2 separate regions of the Sus scrofa genome follow, and region 2 is linked to region 1. A link is a contact called in public targeted proximity ligation data. All regions are on one chromosome and are shown on one strand. The core of a region is the stretch at or near the end of the contact, and the rest is flanking DNA. Distances in the headings are between cores, read along the strand shown. Region 1 overlaps MICAL3 (F-actin-methionine sulfoxide oxidase MICAL3). Region 2 overlaps MICAL3 (F-actin-methionine sulfoxide oxidase MICAL3).

Region 1 (6,987 bases), core at 1,985-4,484:
GTCAGGAATATTACAGGTATCAGGCAATAAGACTCCTTGGGAGAGAGGAAGGGACATAGGAGAAGGCAGTGGTGGAAAATTATCAAATTATGCTTCTGCCTTTGAACTTTTTTTAAAATTTGGATTCTTAACAAAAGTATGTATTTTAGTGTAGAAATTAGAAGCTTTTTCAGAAATGAAAACTAAAGCTTAAAAACAAGTAAGGTGGAGTTCCCATTGTGGCTCGGTGGGTTAAAAACCTGACATGGTGTCCCTGAGGATGGGGGTTCAATCCCTGGACTCGCTCAGTAGGTTAAGGATCTGGTGTTGCCACAAGCTGAAGCATAGGTCACAGATGCAGCTCAGATCTGGCACTGCCATGGCTGTGATACAGGCCTCAGTTACAGCCCTGATTTGACTCCTAGCCTGGGAACTTCCATATGCTGCAAGTGCAGCCCCCAAAAAATAAATAAATAAAAATTTTAAAAATAAGACAACATGCCACTGTAATGAATGGTCACAGTTCTGATGGCAAAGGCTTCTTTATCTGTCTCTCAAAGGGAGCTTGGACCAGTGTGGCCTGGGGTAGAGAATGGAGACCCTCAGGGTGGGCTCTGCCGGTTAACTGCTTCTTGGACAAAGAACTTGGCGCAACTCTGTCCAACAAGAAGCAGGAGAACCTGACCCCTTCTCCTGGAAGGCAGCCAGAGATGCCCAAGGCTGGAGGTGGGGCAGGGACACCAAAGGCCCCAAGACTCTCCTACGCAGCCTCCTGGCTGCCAAGCAGCAGTGGAAGGCAGACCCAGTGCAGAGAAGAGGACCAAAGGAAAGTCTGATTAATAATTATACGAGTTTACACAGCACCTCTTTCTTTCCTGATGAGTTCGAGGTGTTTTGGAGACATTACTTCACCAGGTCCTTCAGGATCTTTATTTAAACATTTTCACAGCAAGTCACAGTCTCCAGCCCACTTTAAAAGAGTAGGGAAAGCACACATACCCACACCAATTTGCTCATGGGACTCAGTAGAGAGCAGAGGCTCAAAGCCCACCTTCTCCTCCCTGTTCTGGTCAGTAGCACAGGCTACTTCTCCAAAATGACTGAAAGTTTAGGAAAAACTGAGTATCCCAAAGGCACCCAAATAAGTGTCCAGGGTTACACAGAAGAAAATAATAGTCCTGCCTCACCCATAACACAGAACAAGAGTCCAAGTTGCCTTAAATCATTCCTAAAATGAGCCATAACAAGAAAAGAGGAGGGAAGGACATGGGAGGAAGGAGGAAAGGAAAGCTCGAGCATTTTGCCTCAATCAAAGCAGTTTCCATTTTTATGTCAAGAGAGGGGCATCACATGGATTCATAAGGCCTGGCTACTGCAAGCCAACTGGAGCAATATAATCTGTGGATAAATTACTAGTCACTTTATATTTCTACATACGATACATTCTACACCTCCATCTCTCTAAGACTACCGAGTCACTTAGCATTTACTGTGAGTCCCCCAAGTACCAGGCATCATGTTGGGCCTGAGCACAGAAGTGAACAAATGTCTGGCACACCCCAGAGGTGGGCATAACCATCAGGATAAAAAAGCCAATATGCAAACAAGTTTATATTTGCATGCTGTGGGGGGAAAGGACAGCAGAAGGTAAGAGGAAATAGCAGAAAGGAACCTCCGCTCCCGGGTCAGGAAGGGCTGAGTGGTGAAGTGCTGTCCTCCTCAGAGGATGAGCTGTGAAGGTGGGAGCTTTCTCAGGGCCAGAGGACATACACACGCACAGGCTGTGTGGAGAATCGATGGGCCTTCCAGGAACTCTGGGTTTAGAGTCCACTGAGAGAGAAAGAAGAGGACACAGGGCAAGACAGCAGGCACGGAGAGCCAGGCTCACCACCTTAAGGTAGGAATTTAAGGGTTTTGTTTCTTCCTGTGTCCCTCACAACTCTTGGCCCAATGCCTTCCTCATGACAGACACTAAGAGAATATATGCTTAGAATTTCTGCTGTTGTGCAAGAGGATCGGTGACATTTTGGGAACACTGGGATGTAGGTTAGATCCCCAGTCCGGCACAGCAGGTTAAAGGATCCGGCATTGCCACAGCTGAGGCTTAAGCTGAGACTGCAGCTCGGATCTGATCCCTGGCCTGGGAGCGCCATATGTCGAAGGGCGGCCAAAAAGGGGGAAAAAAAAGAACACATGCTTATTAATTCAAACATAAGCCAGTGACCATTTAACAAGGAAAACAATGAGGAGTTCCTGTCATGGCTCAGCGGAAAACAAATCCAACTAGTATCCATGAGGATGAGAGTTCACTCCCTGGCCTCTCTTAGTAGGTTAAAAAATCCAGTGTTGCCGTAAGCTGTGGCGTATGTAGGTCGCAGACGCAGCTAGGATCTTATGTTGCTGTGGTGTAGGCTGGATGCTGTAGCTCTGATTCGATCCCTAGCCTGGGAACTTCCATACACCACAGATATGGCCCTAAAAAGCAAAAAACAAAAACAAAAATGAATACAAAACCCAAGCAAAATGATGACTTAAAATCATGACCCTCAAGAATGTTATATGGAAAAAAAAAAAAAAAAGACCGCTACCTCTACCTCGAATGACAAATATTCTTGAGACAAGAAAAATACCCTGATACAGTATCTAATTAAATTCCGAATGAAATGTTTAGGTCAAATGTTATTCACTGGAAGTGGGATAATTTTAGGCTACAGTAGTGACAACAGTTTCCCAGAGAAGGTGGGACTCCCATTGGAAAGTAAAGTCTGGGTAGAAGTAGCTAAGCCAGCTGGGGGGACACTCAGGGCACACAGGACCAGGTAAATACAAATGGACAAGTGGAAATGAGCAAGGCCCACTTGGGAGAAACGGGCACATGGGGAAAGCTGGGCTTACCCTGGACACACAGCAATCCATCGGAGGAGTCTCTCCAGACCAGCCTGCCCAACCTCAGGGCCTTGCCGGAGATGAGAGGAAGATCCCCACAGGCCAGGGTCTGGGGCTGGTCTCCCACCTGGCACAGTCTGGGAGAGCATCCGGGAAAGGAATGTGAGTGAGACTCTGCCCAGGAGGAGACAGAGAGGCACAGAGCTCAGATCTCATTCACTCAGATAAAAAATTAAATGCCAAGAGGGAGGGTGAGAAGAGGAAAAAAATCCAAGTTGTAGAATTATGCAACTGAAATTCCATGCATAAGCCAGGAAACTCAAAGGTCACAGTTCCCACAGCAACTGTAACCTGACCCACCAGTATGTCATCTTTGGCACTGTCAGACCCACAGGCCGCCCCATGCTTGCACTCGCAGACCACACGCCACCAGTGCATGAGTCTTGAATCTGAATTCTTCTCCAGGTTAGTTACCTTGAGAGGATGAAGGGAAGAACACGCACAGGAAAGGGGTCACTACCCTCCTCTTCTCTTTCATCTGTGGCATCCCACACAAAGGCTCACCATGTGGGAAACTTGGCAGGGGTGGCAAGGGAATGTTGAGCTACAAAGGACACCATCAAAAAAGTGACAACATAACCCACAGGATGGGAATAGATTTATACACATTATACACCTGATAAGGGACTGGCCTCTAAAGAATATGTATCCGAGAGCAGCTAGGACACAGGAGGGGTCACCGAGGCCCTGCACCCATCTATATCACTGCATCAGGAGAGTAGAGGATGGGCCCCAAGACCCCCTTCCAGCCTCATCCCTCAGCCTGGAGTTGCAGTCAAGGCTGCAGGTATCTGCCATGGGTGGAAGGAAGACCAATAGGTGGTCATGAACTTTTTTTTTTTTTTTTTTGGTCTTTTTAGAGCCGCACCTGTGGCATATGAAAGTTCCCAAACTGGGGGTTGAATCGGAGCTGCAGCTGGCGGCCTACAACACATTCACAGCAACGAAAGATGGGAGCCACATCAGCAACCCACATCATAGCTCACAGCAAACGCCAGATCCTTAACCCACTGAGTGAGGGCAGAGATCAAACCCACATCCTCATGGATACTAGTCAGATTCTTAACCCGCTGAGCCACAGTGGGAACTCCCATGAAGCTTTTTCAAAGTCAAGGCCCCGAGATTCTCCTCTTCACTGTTCAATCACCACAAAAGAAAAGACTCACTCCCCCAAAAAGATATATGTCCTGGAAATCCTACATCCCTTCAGGCAATGGCTTATGTGAGTAGCTGAAATCACAGGCTCTGGGCAAAGGATGACATTCCTTGCTACTTTGGCTGCCAAGGCAACCACAGACAAGGAAAGCAATGAAGTAGCAAGCGGAGGTCCCGATCCAGCTGTCTGCCCTGAGCACGGCCCTCTGTGATGTGATAAAACTGCCCTGCATGATGTCAAGAGAAGTAAACAGACTTTATACACATAAGGGCCACACTGCAGGGCCCAACACAGGAGGCACCAGCAAGTGGGAGTCATTAGATTGTTATTTCTTTTTTTTTTTTTTTTTTTTTTTTTGTCTTTTTGCCATTTCTTGGGCTGCTCCCGCGGCATATGGAGGTTCCCAGGCTAGGGGTCGAATCGGAGCCGTAGCCACCGGCCTACGCCAGAGCCACAGCAACGCGGGATCCAAGCCGCGTCTGCAACCTACACCATGGCTCACGGCAACGCCGGATCGTTAACCCACTGAGCAAGGGCAGGGATCGAACCCTCAACCTCATGATTCCTAGTCGGATTCGTTAACCACTGCGCCACAAGAGGAACTCCAGATTGTTATTTCTTCTCACACTCCACATCTCACCAAAAATCCTGCTACCCAACCCGATGACCCACTTCACTATAAAGGCTGGGACCAAATTAATGTTTTGGTTGTTTCACAGCAACAACAGCATCGGTAATCATTGTAGCTAATATTTAATACGTGCTTACGATGTGATGAACTACACACAAGACTGCATTTAATCCTCACAAAACCCTATGATACAGATATTATCTACATTTTTGGGTGAAGAAATGGAACAGTAACATACTCAAGGTCACGTAGTTCCAAGTGGTAGAAGATGGAGCTAAACCTAGGCAATCTGACTCCAGAGCCCCCCCCCAACATAATCACATCACAACCGTCCTCAAAGTCTCTGTCCATCAAGAATAAGGCAGACAGAAATTTCTCAAGCATTCCAAGACTGACTTCTGTAAAAGAACCGCTAGTCTCAGTTCAGCTCTGATCACAAAGCTATGTGGAAGATTCTGAGTTCTGCAAAAGAGAAAGGCCAGAAGCAATCCAAGATGCCACTGTCACCCACTTATAACAGGTAGCTCTGTTCAAGGTGGGAATGCAGAAGTAGGCTTCGTTTCACAAGTACACGTGCCAAAAGAGCCATCTTAGATGCTTCATGCTTAGATGCTTCATGAGTTACATGTACAAGCTTGGGAACTTTCAAACTGTCTTATACTCTACTTGACTCTTGCCCTATTTCATAAACCTCACAACATTCCTGCATTTGGACAGACAGGACTTACCTTCTCCACTGTCCTTACCCAGGTCTCCTCTCCCTCACACATCTGTTCCTATGCTCCATGCACCCTCCAGGCCTCAGCTACATGGTTCATACCCACTTGCTCAGATTACAGGCAAAGAAATCAACACATTCATTCACCTAACCTAGAAATGGAAATACCCAATAGAGCTAAAAAGGATACAGAACAAATAAGGCACAAATAAGGCATATTTGCCAATAATCCCAAGTACATCCCTCCAAAGAGGCCCCAGCCTCCCCACCTACTCGTTAAGATATGGTCTTGGATGAGAAAGCCCACCTCCTAAGCAGGCTCCCTCAGCGGGGGACATACTACTTTACTGCTATACAGGTGGTAGAAGCAAATGAGACAGCTGACAGAACACTATTATGTAAGTAAGAAGTCTTACTTTTTTTTAGTCTTGTTTGAACACATAGGGAGGAGGGTGACTACTGAAATACTCTGTAGGGATATTTCAGGGGATCAGGGAATAGGATCAGGGTAGGAGACAGTTTCTGTTTTTCATTGCGGTAACTTCTCCAAATACCCCAGATACACTTCTAGTTATTAAATTCCATGCCTTATAGTAAATAGAGCCAAAATCTCACTAGATGAGACAAGAGAGTTAAGATCACAATGGGAAATGACATGGCTTCATTTTCCTGGCTTGTGCTTAAACATCACTTCAGTATACTTGTGTCCCACCTCCAACTTATTCCCAGAAGCCTGGCCCCAATCAGTCATCAGCTTATGGTTGTTTTTTTACCAGTGACATGGTGAGTAAAATGCTATAAAAAGGATACACGCCTTAGTCTCCACTTTCACAGGATCTTAAATTTCTAAAAGCTGGAGTTTCCATAGTGGCTCAGTAGTTAACGAATCCGACTAGGAACCATGAGGTTGAGGGTTCGATCCCTGCCCTTGCTCAGTGGGTTAAGGATCTGGTGTTGCTGTGAGCTGTGGTGTAGGCTGCAAATGCGGCTCAGATCCCCCGTTGCTGTGGCTCTGGTGTAGGCCAGTGGCTACAGCTCTGATTCAACCCCTAGCCTGGGAACCTCCATATGCCGCAGGAGTGGCCCAAGAAATGGCAAAAAGACAAAAAAAAAAATTTTTTTTAATAAAAAAAATAAATTTCTAAAAGCTAAAACAAAGTCACCAACATAAGAAGGTCTGAGTATTAAAGGTTATGAGACTGGTTATAGACTATTCAACTTGCAGAGACTCATCAAAAATAAGAAACACCTGAAAGATAGAAATTTGTCATGTAAATCTAGGTTTACTCAAGAACTGAGGGCAAATATGACTTGTCAAAATTAACAACACTGTTAAGAAAGTGAAAGGAAGGAGATCCCACCATGGCAAAATGAGATTGGTGGTGTCTTGGGAGTGTTGGAACTCGGATTTGATCCCTGACCTAGCACAGTGGGGTAAGGATCTGGCCTTGGCTCAGCTGTAGCTTAGCTTGCAACTGTGGTTGTGGTCCAGGAACTCCACATTCCACAGGGCAGCCAAAAATGGAGGGGGGAAAAAAGTGAAAGGAGAAGTTCTTT
Region 2 (6,987 bases), core at 1,316-3,815, 91 kb after region 1:
TATTAATTTTGATCACCTAATTGCCTTCACAAACCAACCCTTTGCCTACACGCCAGAAAAGATGCTGCGTTTAATTCCTGGTATGTGCCTTTCACCCACCCTGCATTTAAGTGGTTCCTCTGCATCTCATTCCATTTTGTTTCATCATCTCTAGTTTCATACCCCCAAGAATAAAGGCACTCTCTCCCTCCTCTCTGAAAGGAATGGATGAGACAGACCAATTCTGCCCTGTCCCCAAAGTACAAGAAAGTTACAAGAAGGGATAGTTTGGGTCTGCTTTGAGCTCCACGACTTGCGCCTGGTGTGGCCACGAGCTCACTCTCTGCCGACCTTTGCTCCCTTTGAAGAAGGGATAGGGTTTCAGAGCAGCAGGAAAGATCTTAGTAAGAACCCTCTTCTCTAGAGAGAAGAGCTCTGTAAGAGGAAAGGGACAGGTGCCTGGTGGTGGGAGCAGCGGCTCAGAATCAAATGGTTAGAATCCTGGCTCTAGATCTTTGGGCAAATCACTCACCCTCTGACCTTGGTCTCCTCATCTCTGAAGTGGAGATGACAAAATGGTCAGAGTTTTGTCAGGTGCCTCACCAGGGGCTGTGAGGTCAGGCACTTCTAGACCAGAATCCCTCCAGGGTTTGCAGTGGACGTGTGATCAAGTCTACTTGGCTTCTCTGAACTGCAGGCATATTCTCTCTAGGGTGGGGAAGGTGAGGCTACGAGAGCAGGCAGTGGTCCTGGCGCTGCTGCTTCTCAGTAAACGTGGCTGTCAGGGCCTTTGTATGTGCCATGGCGACTCTCAGTGCGCTAGCATCACACTGTGACTGCTTGTCTCACTTTTCATCATCTCGCTCTGTGACAACTACAATGATGTAGAGGCGCTTTCTAGGCTGTAAAGTACGACAGTTTGTACCCTAACTATGAGGGGTGATTAGAACTGAGCACAGAGAGAAGAGAACTGCACACCCTGCCACCCCACCCCCAACCCTGACCCCGAACCCAGAGGTCTCCTCCAGGACTCAGGTTACGTGGGATCAAGGAGGTCAACTGCTTTTTACTGCAAAGAGCTAGAAACATGCAGGTTGTCAGTAGTAAGAGCAGGATGACTTAGTCCTGTGTTGTAGATGTGACACACCGTACTTGGGTCACAGGCCATGCAAACATGCCTCACTACCCACGCATGCTGGTTTCTGAGGGAGGGCAGTGCTCAAGAGGGCAGAGTGTCATTTACAGATGGTGGGACCTCAGGTGATTCTTACTCTCTTGTACTTTTTGGTCTTGTTTGAATTATTTTTACTCTGGGTATGAATCATTGTAACTAAAACAGGAGCAGACACTAAACAATCAGATCAGGTTTTGTAAAACACCAGGAGAACGTTTTTGGAGGCACGGAAAATGGAAAATCATAATGACAGAGGCCTGTGCAGGGAAGTCAGAGGGGAATGGAGTCCTCCGAGACAGCCCTAGAGAGAGAAGAAGCGACGCTTTCATCTATTTCCCCACTGGGCTGTGACTGCATGGTGGCTTCCACCATCGCCAGGGTACACTGAGGTTCCAGGTTTGCTGTGGTGACACATGGTTCCTACGTTTCCACCTCTCTTCTCTTGGGTCCCTCGGACGGGCTGTCAGAGAGGGGAACATGGACTTACCCCTCATTTCTGCTCCCCAGGTCACTGCCTTTTGCCATGAGGGCTTCAGGGAAGGGTGTGGTGTGCTTACCTGTCATCTCCTCCCACTGTCCCACTACAGTTCTGGACCAGATGCACAAAGAACAAACTTTTGGAGTTCCCATTGTGGCTCAGTGGATTAAGAACCTGACGAGTATCCATGAGGCTGCAGGTTCAATCCCTGGCCTCACTCAGTGGGTTAAGGATCCGGCATTGCCGTGAGCTGTGGTGTAGGTCTCAAACGCAGCTCGGATCTCATGTCACTGCGGCTGTGACACAGGCCAGTATCTACAGCTCCACTTTGACTCCTAGCCTTGGACCTTCCATATGCCTTGGGTGCAGCCCTAAAAAGACGAAAAAAAAAAAAAAAAAAAAAAGAACAAACTCACTTCCCAGTGGGATGCAGAATAGGAGGGTGATGATGGCAGACCTCACCTTCCTCCATCCCTTTCTCCCAGAGAATGCCTGCAGGAGGGTCTGCACCAGCTCCCAGGCAGCCTGTCCCCAGTGAGGACAGGAGACTGGGACCGGGGTGGGGGGCAGACTCTCTCCTGTGGCCACAGACACCTACACTGTCCCCAGGAAGACTTCATGCCCAAGCCCACGATAACACGACCCAGAAAGAGGGCTGGCACGCCGGGCCCTGTAGGTGATGGAACCTCACAACACAGCCCAGAACGTGGCTTCGGGAGCTTTGTAATCCTTCCTGTGCAGAATGATCTGCAGGGAAAGAAGCCTTTACAAAAACAGCAGATTGGATCTGGGACAAGCAGTCCTTAACAAGTTTCGCAATGAATTGAATTGTCATGGGTTGAAATACAGGCTCAGACACCTGCTTTCTTCACTTGACCAGCTTTTTAGTGGTCTGTCTGGTGTCATTCTTACTCTGGCCCAGAAGCAGGTGCTGGGTGGGGTCAGGTTATCTATGGAGATTGGTACTGGGCTCAGGGCGGGGATACAAGGTGCACTTGAGTCACAGCCTGAGAAAAATAATTAAAACAAATGCAAAGGTGAACTGCAATTACTCTGGTTTACTTTATAGTTATGACTTTATTTCTTTTAGGCCCTGGATCCATGGGACAGTGCTGGGCAAATGTTTGTTTTACTTACTACAGTCAGCTGAGTAAGAAATCCAATTTTAGGACTGACCGAGGCTGCCAGGACTGGTAGGGATGACAGCCACCCTTTCACTTCTTTGAAGTCCTTACCATCCCTCTCCTTTCCACCACTCTCACCTGAGATGTGAAGTGAAGATTTCCGAAAATCTTCCCTACATTTCTCCTCCCCTCCCACTACCCAAATACCTTGATCTGGGCTTACTGACCCAAAATTCCATTTCAGTAAATAACTTGGGACATAAAGATTGTCAGTGGTTTCTGGCCTTTTAAATATAAATGTCCACTTTTAATTTCCCCTCCCTCAATCCTGCTTTGCGATGTTTCTCTAGTAAATAAAATCATTAATCAATAACAATCGTGGCACTGTGTTGAGAGTCCCTCCATCAGTTCCCCAAAGGGCCCGTGAGGGAAAACCACAGGTTTTGGGAACCAGAGCTGCTCTCGAGGGAGCAAGGCCCGTGCTCTTTCCAGCCAGGATCTGTGCACAAACAGTAATCTCAGATGCTGTGACTTACCCCAAAGCGTGATGAATGGTGGGATGTCTGGGCTGCTGATGAAACATCTGAAGCCAAGGTGAGGTCCTCTCTGGGATGGCACTGGCGGGCAGGGGGTGCAGCGTCCTCCAGCTGAGTGATATCACTTTCCCTCCCTGGCCTCAGTTTCTTTGACTGTAGTAGAGGCTCCTTCCAACTCCAAAATCCTAGCACTCAGAGGGACTGAGTATATCCGATTATTTCCTAGGAGACAAGAAAGACAGCATTAGAGGGAACCTTGCAAATTATTCACAGGCAAGAAGGCAGGTTGGGCTATCACATCTGCAAACACCTCTGTGTCTCTGCCAATTGGGGCTGCCTTAGGGCCTGTATCTCCTGGGTTCCAACCTCTCACACAGCAAGGGAAGCTGAAGGTCAGGATAATGGTCCAGAACAGCTCTGGGAGCTGGGGTCCCTTAGGGCATTGTATGCCTACTGCTCTGCACCAGCTAGACTCACAGGTGTCCAAGATGGGGGCTCTGTTCCCGGTTCCCAGGAAGGGCACTGCTGAGTAGGGAATAGAACAAATAGCTATTGTGAAGGACGCACAAGAGAGGCATAAAGGGCAAAACACAGTAGCGAGTTTGAAGGGAGGAGTAATGAGCTTTATTTGGATGCAGCCAGGAAGGACCTGGCTGGGACCAGCCTCTTTCCACCTTCTACGACAGGGCAGGACTGGCTGGTCTGCAGCGAGCTTCTGTTACTTGCTTCATGTCACGGCAGCATGAAGATCTGCTCAGGTGAACCCTGACTCCTGGGTGGGTGAGAATATGTGGAAATTGGATGGCAGGTCTGCATGGGGCTTCCAGCCATCCTTGAAGAATGCCCCTGGCGTGGGCCCTGGTGACAAATCTCCAGTAACTATTCCAGCTTTGCCGCTGAAACCATGAGTTTGGAGCTCAGACGGCTTCTGAACTTTAGTTTCCCATCTGGCAAGAGGAGTAAAAATAATACACCTCTGTTGCCTTGCTCACAGGTTGGCCGTCAAGCACCCAAGGGTAAGTGAGAGCGTGTGTACAGCCAGAATGACCCACTAAGAAAGACTCCAGCCAAACTGCCTCACTGAGGTCCCAGCCTCGCTCTGCCTGCCTGTGTGACCGCCCTGCTGTCCAGCGTCTTCATCTACAACATGGGGTGACAGCAGGATTCCTGTCCCAGGGCTGTTGGTGATTAAGATGAGTTCGATGTAAGGCACTTGGAATAGCACGTGGGGCACGGTAAATTCAGGACCACACAGATTGCACCATCGTTACTATAAAGTGACAGAGGACAACTATGATTTTGATGATGGTTACTTCTGAGACACAGAAGCAAAGTAAGAGTCCTGCTGTGTCTATATGGAGAGGAGGAAACAGAAAGCATTGAGTTCTGCCCTGAACTCCAAGTTCAGGCTTTAAAAAAGAGCCATAAAAATGCCATCTAACTGACGCAGACCTGGAGTGAGGAAGGCACACCCCTTGACCGTCATGGGAAAACATCATCTCCACCCTGCCAATACTTATCTCTTTGGCTTGCTTCTGGCCAAAGTTCCCCACCAGGCATGATCCTACTGTACCCAGAGCTTGACCACTGATTCCCTGTACCACAGGGCTCTGGCTGGATGAGACGTGTCGAGAGGGGCAGCTCTGGATGTTGTCTGTCAAAGTGAAATGTAGAGCCAGCTTGGAAAGGGCAGACAGGCTGGGCTGACTCTACAAGTGGGCGTCTGACCTTTGCAAAGAAGAGTCAAGAGTCAAGACTCTGGGTCAAAGAGGAAGATTACAGAACTTCGAGGTGGAATTAGACTTTCTTCTCCTTACTCACCCCAGCATATCATCACCCTCATTCCTCTGAACTATTGCAGTGATATAAAGCACTCTAGTGGCTGTCACATGATCTCTTTTGAGCCTCACAATACCCCATGTGGCAGGTGTTGGTATTCATGTCTTCAGATGAGAAAACAGACTCAGAGGACTAAGCCGACCTTCCAGAGGTCCCTAAGATTCCAAGCGGCATAGCCTATCTCCCATTCCAGAGCTCCTTCTGCTACAGAAACACCAACTTACCACATGTTCAAAGTAGGTGAGCAAATCCACAACCTCAGGACCCTGCTCAGGCAAGACACACTGTACCTGGCAAACAGAAAGAACAGCAAGTCCCACAGCTTGGGCTAGGGAATGGCTATTGCGTGGGTTTCGTGTCTCATTTACTCCACTAATTTTCCCAAAATGAAAGGATTCCAACAATACAAATCTTGACACAGGTCAGGGCTTTCAGATTGGAAAGAACTGCCTTGTTCCCACTTCTCTCTCTCTCTTTTTTTTTTTGTGGCTGCACCAGAGGCATATGAAAGTTCCCAAGCCAGGGATCGAATTCGAGCCAGAGCTGCAACCTGCACCACAGCTGTGACCTGCACCACAGCTGCAGCAATGCCAGATCCTTAACTCACGGCCCCGGGGCTGGCGATGGAACCCCAATCTCTGCAGCAGGAACTCCACCACCACTTATTTTATACCAGAGGGAGGGAAGGCTGTTTCATAGCTTGAGTCATGAGCCCTGAGACATTAAGACACTTGGTCACTGTCCCTCAGGTGGAATAAATTAGGACTGCTGTGTCTTAGCTTGAGATGGTCTGGCTTCATTAGATGGTCTGGCTCCATTATGTCAGCACTGTTACTCGGGAATCAGCTGGTGGGCATAAGAGTGCTAAGGGGTAGTGGTGACAGAGAGACCACTGCGTAGGCCCAGGTAGTCAGAGATTGGGCGAAACACAGAAATAGAAAAATCCTATTTTCATATTTTTTTTTTTTTTTTTTTTTTTTTGCAAACTCCCACTTCTTTAAATATCTTGACCTCATTCTAGGGATCACAGCACTGCACGTACTGGCAGGCTTGCTTCTTTTAAGGCTGTGCTGCCATCTCCTGGAAAATCCTGGGCAGAGCAAGAACCTTCTCTAGGATTAAGGAAGGGGCCTTTTTCTGGCAGCAAAAGCTTGGAAGTGGTGCTCCTGGAGGCAGAGGCCTGGTCCTGCCAGTCTCAACTGGCCCAGGCCTGGTCAGGTCTGTATTCTGACGCTACTACTGCTTTTCTGATTTTTCAGGGGAGACTTATAAGCCAATTCTGAGAAACAGTTTTTTGTTTGTTTACAGTCCAGTAATTATGCTATTACTAATGATCTTCATTATTGGCTGTCAAATCTGAGGCAGAACAGATAAAACATTTTGATAAATTCAGCCTTGAACTAATTCACTTTCCAGAGTGGAGTTTGCTCTGTGGGAAGAATATTGCCTGGAGAGAAAGGGGGACTTAGGGTGGACATCAAGTATGTGTTGGTCCCAAGGGCAGTGATTTCACCAATGGAGGCTAGTTCTGAGCATGAAAAGCACATTTTCTCTCTGCTCTACTTCAACCCTGGATTTACTGCTAGAAAACAAAGTTAAACGTAGTCACTGTTGTCACATCCAAGTTCTCTTTAAGCATTTATCACCATCTGACATACCACTGTATTTATTTTTAATTTTGCTCCCCTCTTTCACTATGATGGAAGCTCCACAAAGGAGGACATTTTTGTCTCCTTCGTTCATGTGGGATCCTCAGTGTTTAGAACAAGGCTGGCACTTAGTAGGTGTTAAATATCCACGGAAAAAGTGAAGTCCTGGCTTTATCACCTTATGCCATTATGGGGTCCACACTTCTCA

Evidence for each region.
Region 2: a targeted proximity ligation map of skeletal muscle shows a contact between it and region 1. A contact is called at or near these places in 1 of 5 promoter capture datasets (liver), 4 of 47 Hi-C or Micro-C datasets (fibroblasts, liver and skeletal muscle) and 1 of 2 datasets of targeted methods (skeletal muscle).

What each region holds. Positions count from the first base shown.
Region 1 is chr5:70,033,422-70,040,408 of Sscrofa11.1, forward strand. The region is part of intron 2 of MICAL3 (F-actin-methionine sulfoxide oxidase MICAL3); the gene reads right to left. Among named protein-coding and RNA genes, the nearest start is that of MICAL3, 96 kb to the right of the region's middle.
Region 2 is chr5:70,125,451-70,132,437 of Sscrofa11.1, forward strand. It overlaps MICAL3 (F-actin-methionine sulfoxide oxidase MICAL3), which reads right to left. Exons shown (of 40, transcript XM_021092508.1): 2 at 3,292-3,513. Among named protein-coding and RNA genes, the nearest start is that of MICAL3, 4.0 kb to the right of the region's middle.